Linked DNA regions of Mus musculus: region 1 is linked to region 2. The links are chromatin contacts, called in public HiChIP or PLAC-seq maps. All regions are on one chromosome and are shown on one strand. The core of a region is the stretch at or near the end of the contact, and the rest is flanking DNA. Distances in the headings are between cores, read along the strand shown.

Region 1 (4,151 bases), core at 451-2,950, 300 kb after region 2:
CCCTTCACCTCCCAGGACAAGTACATTCAACCCTATTGCCATTTTTTTCCCCATGAAGAAATTTGAAGATGAAGCATAAAAATTGTAATAACCTGCGACTGCACAAAGATTTCCTCCTGACAATAACAGTAACAATTCAGGTATTCTAGAGGCCTAAAGCTTTGTTGCTTCTTTTGTCTGAGGTGTTTGTCTTTAGCCTGCTGCTTCCGCTGCTCTGGCTCTGACATCTCACTTACACACATCAACCTGCCAGAGGCCACAGCTTTCCATGGGAAGATCCAATGGCAGAGTGCTCTTGGGGCAGCTACGTCCCTATGGATCCTTTCCAGAAGTGCCATTGTTCGCAGAAGGGTGGCAGGTGTCCAGTGAGCTTTCCCTTTTATGTTTGGAGCGGGCTGCTGGCTTCACATGCTTCGGTGGCAGGCTCTACCTCGCCTCCGAATGATTTAAATTAATACCCCGGGTTTCTTCGCCTCTGCAGGAGTGAGAGAGGCTCAGGAGACATTTGGCAGAACGTGCTAAATAATTTCCACACATGAATGCCTTTCTTTACTGACCGGAGAGAGAGTCTCTCTCGGGCCTTTGACATCATTTAAAAAGAAATTTTAGGTAAGCCAAGAAAGGTTCCCGGCACAGATGCTTCCCCTAAACTTATGAAAAGGTTTGTTTTTTTGTTGTTGTTGTTGTTGTTGTTGTTGTTGTTGTTGTTGTTGTTGTTGTTTTGTGTTTTTGTTTTGTTTTTTTGCTTGGGGTGTGAGACCATCTGAACAGACTCGGAGAATAAGTGATAGCTTTTCACATAGCTCACACCAAATGCACGCTCGCTGGTGAGCTCACACTGCGGAGAAGTTGGACTCTCTTCTAACTGAAGGGCCTATAAATAAAACAAAAGCCGCGTTGACGTCTCCTGGACACTCACGACTGGTACTCTCGATGCAAGCCACTGAACACTCTCGAATGTCTCACTCTTTCATGGGCGGTTCATTTCTTATTATCAAGGAAGGGGAAGGGAAGTGGGCAGGGTACCTTCCTTTTCACTATGTTGAACAGAGGAGTTCAAATAGGATGCTGGGTCTTGCACACAGACCTGCTCAGGAGAAACGAAATCCTCTTCTTCCACCAGGATTTGGAAATGATGGTGTCCCAGTTTTCCTCACTCTGTGTTAAAATGCTCTGAACCTCAAGACTGGCTTCACTTCCGAGCCCAAATGTGCGTCCAGGCTCCTCCCCCAAGACAGGTGCCATCTCCAACATCATCAGTCAGATTGGCATCCGTGTGACATTGTTCTGGGATGTGGTCCTTACCTTCCCTCTGAGATGAAGATGTGAAGAGATGTCCTTCCAGGAGCATCCGAGCTAAAACCAATGGCTGGAGGGAAGGGAGGAAGGGAGTAACATGATGCCAACACTCCTGCTTCTGTCTCTTTTCCTGCTCCTGCATGCATGAACCCCTGAGGAAGTTTTTCGCCTGTGTTTTCTGAAGAGAGCTGACCAGCCCTGCCTGCCCTGCTGGGTTATGCAAGGCCATTAGTCTGACTGATGTGTTTTTCTTGTATTGCCTTGGGCCCTCCCCCCACTGTGCTGTTTTGTCAAAGCCTAGAGCTACATTTTAATGTGTTGAGAGGGTGCTGATGAAAGAGCTCTAGGCCAATCAGTCAGACAAAGCAAGCAGGATGGGAGGGCCTGGGCACCAAGATTAGAAGAGGCCGGAAGGGAATTGTGTGAGAAGCAGAGGTTTTGTCAGTTCCCCACTGTGTGGGCCGCACAGTACAACTAAAGGTCACACATCATTTACTAAACAGACAAGAAAACTCCGACATTCAAACCAGAGGCCGCGCCGCGTGTCTGCTCTACTGAGAGATGTGAAAGCGAGCCAAGAGTGAAGTTTTGATGCCGTAGCCATTTTGCTATGCTTTGGTCCTTTGTTTTTGACCCCAGCATCTGAAAGATTTAAATGCTACTACTAAAGAAAGGATCTGCACTATGTTTTTAAAAGGAGACATTGGATGAGGCTGGGGATATAGCTCTGTTGGTAGAAGGCTTACCTCCCATGCACAAAGCCTTGGGTTTGCACTGTACCACTTGCTGAAATTGAGCACCGTGACTCACTCCTGTAAACCAGCACTCCGGAGGTAGAGGCGGGAGAGAGATCAGCAGTTTGCGCTCTCATGGTTGAATGCATATTGACTTGGAGGATAGGATGCGCTGATGACATCCTATCTCAAGATAAACAAGCAAACATTCAGGCATTGTCCAAAAGGGTCACTTTTTTTTTTTTTTTTTGGTTTTTCGAGACAAGGTTTCTCTGTATAGCCCTGGCTGTCCTGGAACTCACTTTGTAGACCAGGCTGGCCTCGAACTCAGAAATCCGCCTGCCTCTGCCTCCTGAGTGCTAGGATTAAAGGCGTGCGCCACCACACCGGGCTTCACTTTTTTCTTCAAAGTTGCTCTTGCCAGTTGATGAGTGATGATGTAGAGAGAGCATTGTCCTGTGAGCATTGTATTCTTTACTGTCACATGAGCATCGAGGACGAAGACCAAGAAGGAAGGAAGCTTTATCATGGAGCCTAATCTATGATCGATCAATCCATAGATCAATACATGCATGGATTCGGTAATAACTGAAACCACATTTTCTACCATGAGTTTTAGTCAAAACAAAACCAAGCTGATCAAGGCCCCTGGAGCACCTCTTCCGAGCCTTCTTGCCCTCAAGGGACAGGGCAAAGAGTAGGTGACTTCTTCCCCTTAAAGAGTCAATTAAGACTACTTCTTCCTCTTAATAATACAAATTCATATACTCTGTGTTTGTGGAATGGGGAGAGATGTGTAAAAATCACAAAATCTAATAGAACTTGGTGCAAGGAAGTGGTATCAAGGTTTTATGGCTTACGTGCAAAGGAGCTGAGAGTGGAGTTTGTGGTGGCATAAGATGTCTTCATGAAACACATCACGGAAAAGTGTCCAGGATCTCACCTTTTGTACTTTATTGGATAGGTACAACATAATGATTAAAATCCCATAATCAGCGTCCCTGACATTATCTTCTCAAGCTTACCTGATTGACACCAAATTCTCTCTCCCCTCTTCTCATAAACCCACATTTATGACATTTAATATAAGCAATATTTGCCATTATTGGGCCCTAACATATAGCTGTGGCACTGGGCTAACTATGAACTTGGACTGGAATATATTTCCTTGTTCTAGGGCATTAATTGCGCCTCCTGGACAAGACTCAGAAACAACAACAGCTTGAGCTGGATACGTGCTTAGCTTCTTCATGGCGTTACACAGTTTTTCAGACATGAACGTACCTTAGGCAGTAAGTAAGGCAGTGTTCACACTCTCAGCAAGAGATAGAAAGGAGAGGCTTCAGAGGATCAGATCCTTTAAAGCAGGCAGATACAAACTCTACCATTGTTGACTATAAATCCATACTAGAACCCGTTACAGTCAGTCTTGCTGCGTGTGATTTTACCCATTCTTTAAGAGAGGGATAGTAGGGGACTGGAGTGACGTCTTAGCAGCTAGGGGTACAAGGACTCAGAGTTGATACTCATCACCCACATGGTGGTTCATAACACACTGTAACTCCAGTTCTGGGGGGATACAGTGGCCTCTTCTGACCTACAAGGGCATTAGGCATGCATGTGGAGCACACACACACACAGCAAACAAAACACCCATACACATAAAGTAAATATTTTTAAATTAAAATATTCATAGTAATTAAATATATTTCCATATGCACACACACACACACACACACACACACACACACACATATACACTAAAATATATGTAACTGAAAAAAATTTGGTTTGCTCTCGCCTAATGGTACCTGGCCAGCTCCCTTTATCAGTTTGTTTCTGGATTTTTGTGGTCTGAGGTGGATTTTCTCAATCACCAGTCACCAAACCCATATACATTGCTTTCCTGGAAGAATTTCCCACATGTCCCACACATTAATTCAGCAGAGTCGTGTTCCTTAAGGAAGAGTGATGGGTTGCATTTGATTCAGCATGCTGGCCAGAAGCTGGACCATAATTTGATCTGGGGTTTTGGAAATGAAAGAATCCTTAAGGCTTTTGTCTGCAGGGGAGCTTAGAACAGTGGGGAAGAGAGACGGAAACCCCCTCTTCCCCCTG
Region 2 (4,015 bases), core at 911-3,410:
GAGCGCTGGGCACAGGATGGAAACACCATCCGTAAGTCTGTCCAGTACCTTTGCTAAGGGGACTCTTAGCAGACAGAGAGACTCCAACCTATCAGGCAAGTATTTTTGGGGATTTAAAAAATCGTTTTTTCATTCATAGGTACTATTATTTTCCAAACTAAATTGTTTTTTTTTCTCTTTCTAGATAACAAAACTAATTTTTTTCTCTCTATTTGAGAAAACAAAACAAAACAAAACAAAACAAAACCCACAAGCTTGGTATTTACTTCATTTGTAAAGGATTTTATATATTTGGAGACTCCTGGTTATTTTTTTAGGAATAGACAAAGTAGCAGCTGGGAATTTGCCTACTGAAGAGGTGACTTTTAATTAATTTATTTTTAAATATCTATATGTGTGTTTGTAATGTGTATAGGTGAACATGAGTGCACTGCACATGTGTGTGCCTGCAGAGGCCAGAGGCTGACATTGAGTGTTTTCCTGGACCGTGGTTGGTCCACCTTCTACTGAGGCAGAATCTCTCATTCGAACCCAGAACTCACCGATTTGTCCGGTCTAGCTCACTTCCAGATCTCCTGCGTCTGTCTCCTGTACTGGACAGGCAGCCACCTGTCTGCTTGGCACTTAGATGCTTTCTGGAGATCAGAACTCCCGTCCTCATACTTCTTTAACCACCTCCCCGGCGTGCCTTTGCAGGGGCAGGGTCCGCTTTACAGCTTTTTTACGTGGAAAACATCTTCAGGGTAAATGGAAGAGAAGTGACATGGACCTACCAAGTGGCTGAGGGAAGGCCAAGTTGTCCCATGACAAGACTGATGTGTGTAGTTAGACAGAGAGAGGTGGTGTCAGAGGGATGAGTATGCATTGTACAGAATCATCCTTGGAGCCAAAAGGTCACCCTCTCCATCAGATCTGCTGCCTCCGCTGGAGAAACATCATCTCAGCTGGACCTGTGGACTATCTCCGAGAGGAAGGGGGTGGGAGGTAACTGGACCCTGACCCAAGTATATACAACTGTTCCTCCCAATTTTGCCCTAATTGCATATGGCGTTTATGTCTCAGGCGGGGCTAGGGAAGACAGACTGAGGGTGACCAGAGGGAGAGGACCCACCTAAAAAGACATGGGGAAGAAGCCATCCTCCATGCTGGCTTTAGCAGCCATCATCTATACTTGGTGTAGACTTTTCAGTGTGGATTCTTTGGGGGTCACCCATGCCTGAAAACGCTCACTCATGGTCTGTTAGGAAGCCCCACAAGCTCATCGTTTCTCCAGGGGGAACGGCTTCACAGAGAAGAACTGGGCCTGAGGAAGAGAGGGTAGGGGCACTGACTCCCTCCATCCCCAACCCAGGTCTGAAATCCTCACGACAGCATGTCACATAAACGGTTTTCGAGAGCCTTCCCCACCCTACTCCCCGGCCCCATTTCCCACTATGGTATTTAGTGCGATTTTTTTTACTTTATTCAAAATCAGACTTTTCAAGGAAAGGGTAAGAGTGGTTAGAAGCGACTCATTCCTCTCTATGTTAGAGAGTAAAAGAAAATGTGTCCCCCTTTCTGAATGTGTGTGAGTGTGTGTGTGTGTGTGTGTGTGTGTGTGTGTGTGTGTGTGTTCTCATGCGCACAAGTGCATGTGCCAGCACACTGATCTTTCTTCTAGGCTTCATCACTTATTGGGCACAGGAAAATAATGGAATTAAATTTCCTCTTTTTCTTGTTCTGCAAACCTCCAGAGGGGCTGCTATAAATGCCACACCGACTTTGTTTCCCGAAAAACAATTTTCCTGTCAGCCTGACGGGTCCCTTTGACACACCCTATTATTAGTCTGTGATGAATTCTTTAAAGAGCATCAAACTATAGACTTGAGCATATTTTTGTCACTTCACCAAATTCCCCACTAACTCGAGGCTCTTTTCTGAGTCACTAATTATTCATAAAAGCTGGCAAGATTGCTTTATTTTATCCTTCCGATGAAATGCATTAAAGTTTAAGGAAAACCCTTAACTGAGCTTAAAATGTCAAAGAGACGTTAGGAATTGCAAAGTCATTCCCAGCTAAAATGAATTAAAGAAGAAAGGAAGGAAGGAAGGGAGGGAGGGAGGGGAGGTAACAGGCAGACAGTGCTCAGAAACCATTATAGAATGGGGCCACTAAGCAGGAACCAGGAAGGGGGATAGGGTGGGGCTGGGTGTTCATGGCTTTCCTCCTATCACTATACATGGTGCCCTGAAAACCACCCTGGAAAATGGGGCGGGCGGCGGGGGGGGGGGGCGGGGGCGGGGCGAAAAGCCTGAGACAGAGCAGCAAAGATGGGACTCCTACAGTGAGCCACTGAAACTTCTGCTTTCTCTCCAAAGTCTTTAATCTCAGGATGATACTCAAGAAACAGAGGGGTTTAAAAAAAAAAACAAAAACAAAAAAACCTCAGATAATTTAGCTGTGTACGTCAGGAAGTCATTGGCTCAAGCTCACTAAACACATCACATTTGCGCATGCGCGCACCCAGGTACACTGTGTCTGCGTTGGTAACGTTCCTTCTCTGATGACACTAACGGTGCGTTGTGAGACATGATCTCTCAACCTACGTGATCTCTCAACCGACCTACAACCTGCAGACTAGGCTGGGCTGGTGGGCCAGTGTGCACCAGGGGTCTGCCTGTCTCAGCCTCCCTGGCAATGGAACTACGTGTGTGTGTGTGTGTGGGGGGGGGGGGGGGGGGGTTGCCACTCCAAGTTTCTCTTCTAACAAACTCTGGCAGTCTCTCGGTGACATCCCAGAAGTTGGCACGCATGTCTTTGACAAGAAGACAGTCACTCTTTCTCCAACAGCCCACGTTTGATCTTTAACCAATGCTATGTATGTTCTTGGCCGCGTCAGCTCTTCACAATGCTATGCACCGCCATCTTGTCAAAGCTACACCTTCTCTTGCCTGGGACATACCTAACTTTTGTACCAGTTATTTTCCTGTTCTTGTGACAAAGTTTGACAGAAGCGGCTTGAAAACGAAGGGCTTATTCTGCTTCGTGGCTTAAGGTTCCAGTCCATCATGGCGGCAGGAGCTGGAGACAGCTGCTCACATTGCGTCTCTAGTTGGGAAAGATGCACTGTGGCGCTCCACTCACTTTCCCTTCTTTATTAATTGTGGGATCCAGTCCATGGGATGGTGTCACCCACAGAGGGCAGACCTTTCCTCCTCAGTTAAACATTTCTGGGAACTCAAATAGACCCACCACTGGTATGATCCTAAGTCCCATGAAGTCGTCAATCAGAATCAACCATCACAGCTTCCTGTGTGTCCTGCTTGTCTCCTGGCCTCTGAGCCTGCTTTTCTACAGTGCATGAAGAACAGCCATGGTCATATTAAAAAGTAAATTAAATTATATTGTTCTCCTGCTCAAAATTCTCAAGTGGCTTCTAACTGTGCTTCTAATTAAATCCATGCTAATTACCAGGTCTTATAAAACCCTAGATCACAGGGCAGGAGACTGAGCCAAATCTCACCTGCTCCCATAAATGAGGTTTTATTGCAGTATAACTATGCCCACTCATTTACATATTACCTATGGCAATGCTTCCCTCTGTGATGGCAGTATTGAGTAATTTTGATGAAGGCCAAAGGACTTAGAGAGTCTAAATATTACTGCCTGGTTCAGTAAGGAGGGGCTTGCTAGCCCATTCCAGATGGTATGCCCCTGCCTCCCTGTCTGAAGTCATCACTAGCTCCCTCCCCTCTTGTGCTCTCTCCTGCCACCAAGTCCCCCCCCCCTTCCTTGAACTCCCTCTCTTTCTCCCACTGTAGAGTTTCAACATGTGGTATGTGTTGTGTTTTATAGAAAGATACAGGGAAAAGGGTGTGGTGGAGGTGTAGTCAGGTGTGGGGGCAGGGGGTGCCTCTGCAGCCCATGCTGAGGCATCCCTTCCCCTGAGGGAGCAGCCATAGTATAGAATAGAGTTTATTCGGGTTACAGAAAGAGGAGTTGAGGGAGGAGAGACAGAGAAAGGCAGAGAGAGAG

What was found. HiChIP or PLAC-seq counts read pairs in DNA pulled down with a chosen protein or histone mark.
Region 1: an H3K4me3 HiChIP or PLAC-seq map of embryonic basal ganglia shows a contact between it and region 2, with 3 times the contacts expected there. The contact joins two enhancer-like sites. A contact is called at or near these places in 2 of 484 Hi-C or Micro-C datasets (cortical neurons and embryonic stem cells) and 2 of 115 datasets of contacts at active chromatin or transcription factors (embryonic basal ganglia and embryonic stem cells).

What each region holds. Positions count from the first base shown.
Region 1 is chr2:170,836,706-170,840,856 of GRCm38.p6, forward strand. All of the region lies in intron 5 of Dok5 (docking protein 5), which reads left to right. Among named protein-coding and RNA genes, the nearest start is that of Gm35033, 63 kb to the left of the region's middle. RefSeq lists an enhancer at 1-2,736. Within about 2 kb of position 1,701, at least 59 of the 459 cell types and tissues checked have an H3K27ac peak or open chromatin away from gene starts, as enhancers often do. A contact at or near this core is called in embryonic basal ganglia, where this site is marked.
Region 2 is chr2:170,532,456-170,536,470 of GRCm38.p6, forward strand. No RefSeq gene overlaps it. Among named protein-coding and RNA genes, the nearest start is that of Gm16796, 23 kb to the left of the region's middle. Within about 2 kb of position 2,161, at least 12 of the 459 cell types and tissues checked have an H3K27ac peak or open chromatin away from gene starts, as enhancers often do. A contact at or near this core is called in embryonic basal ganglia, where this site is marked.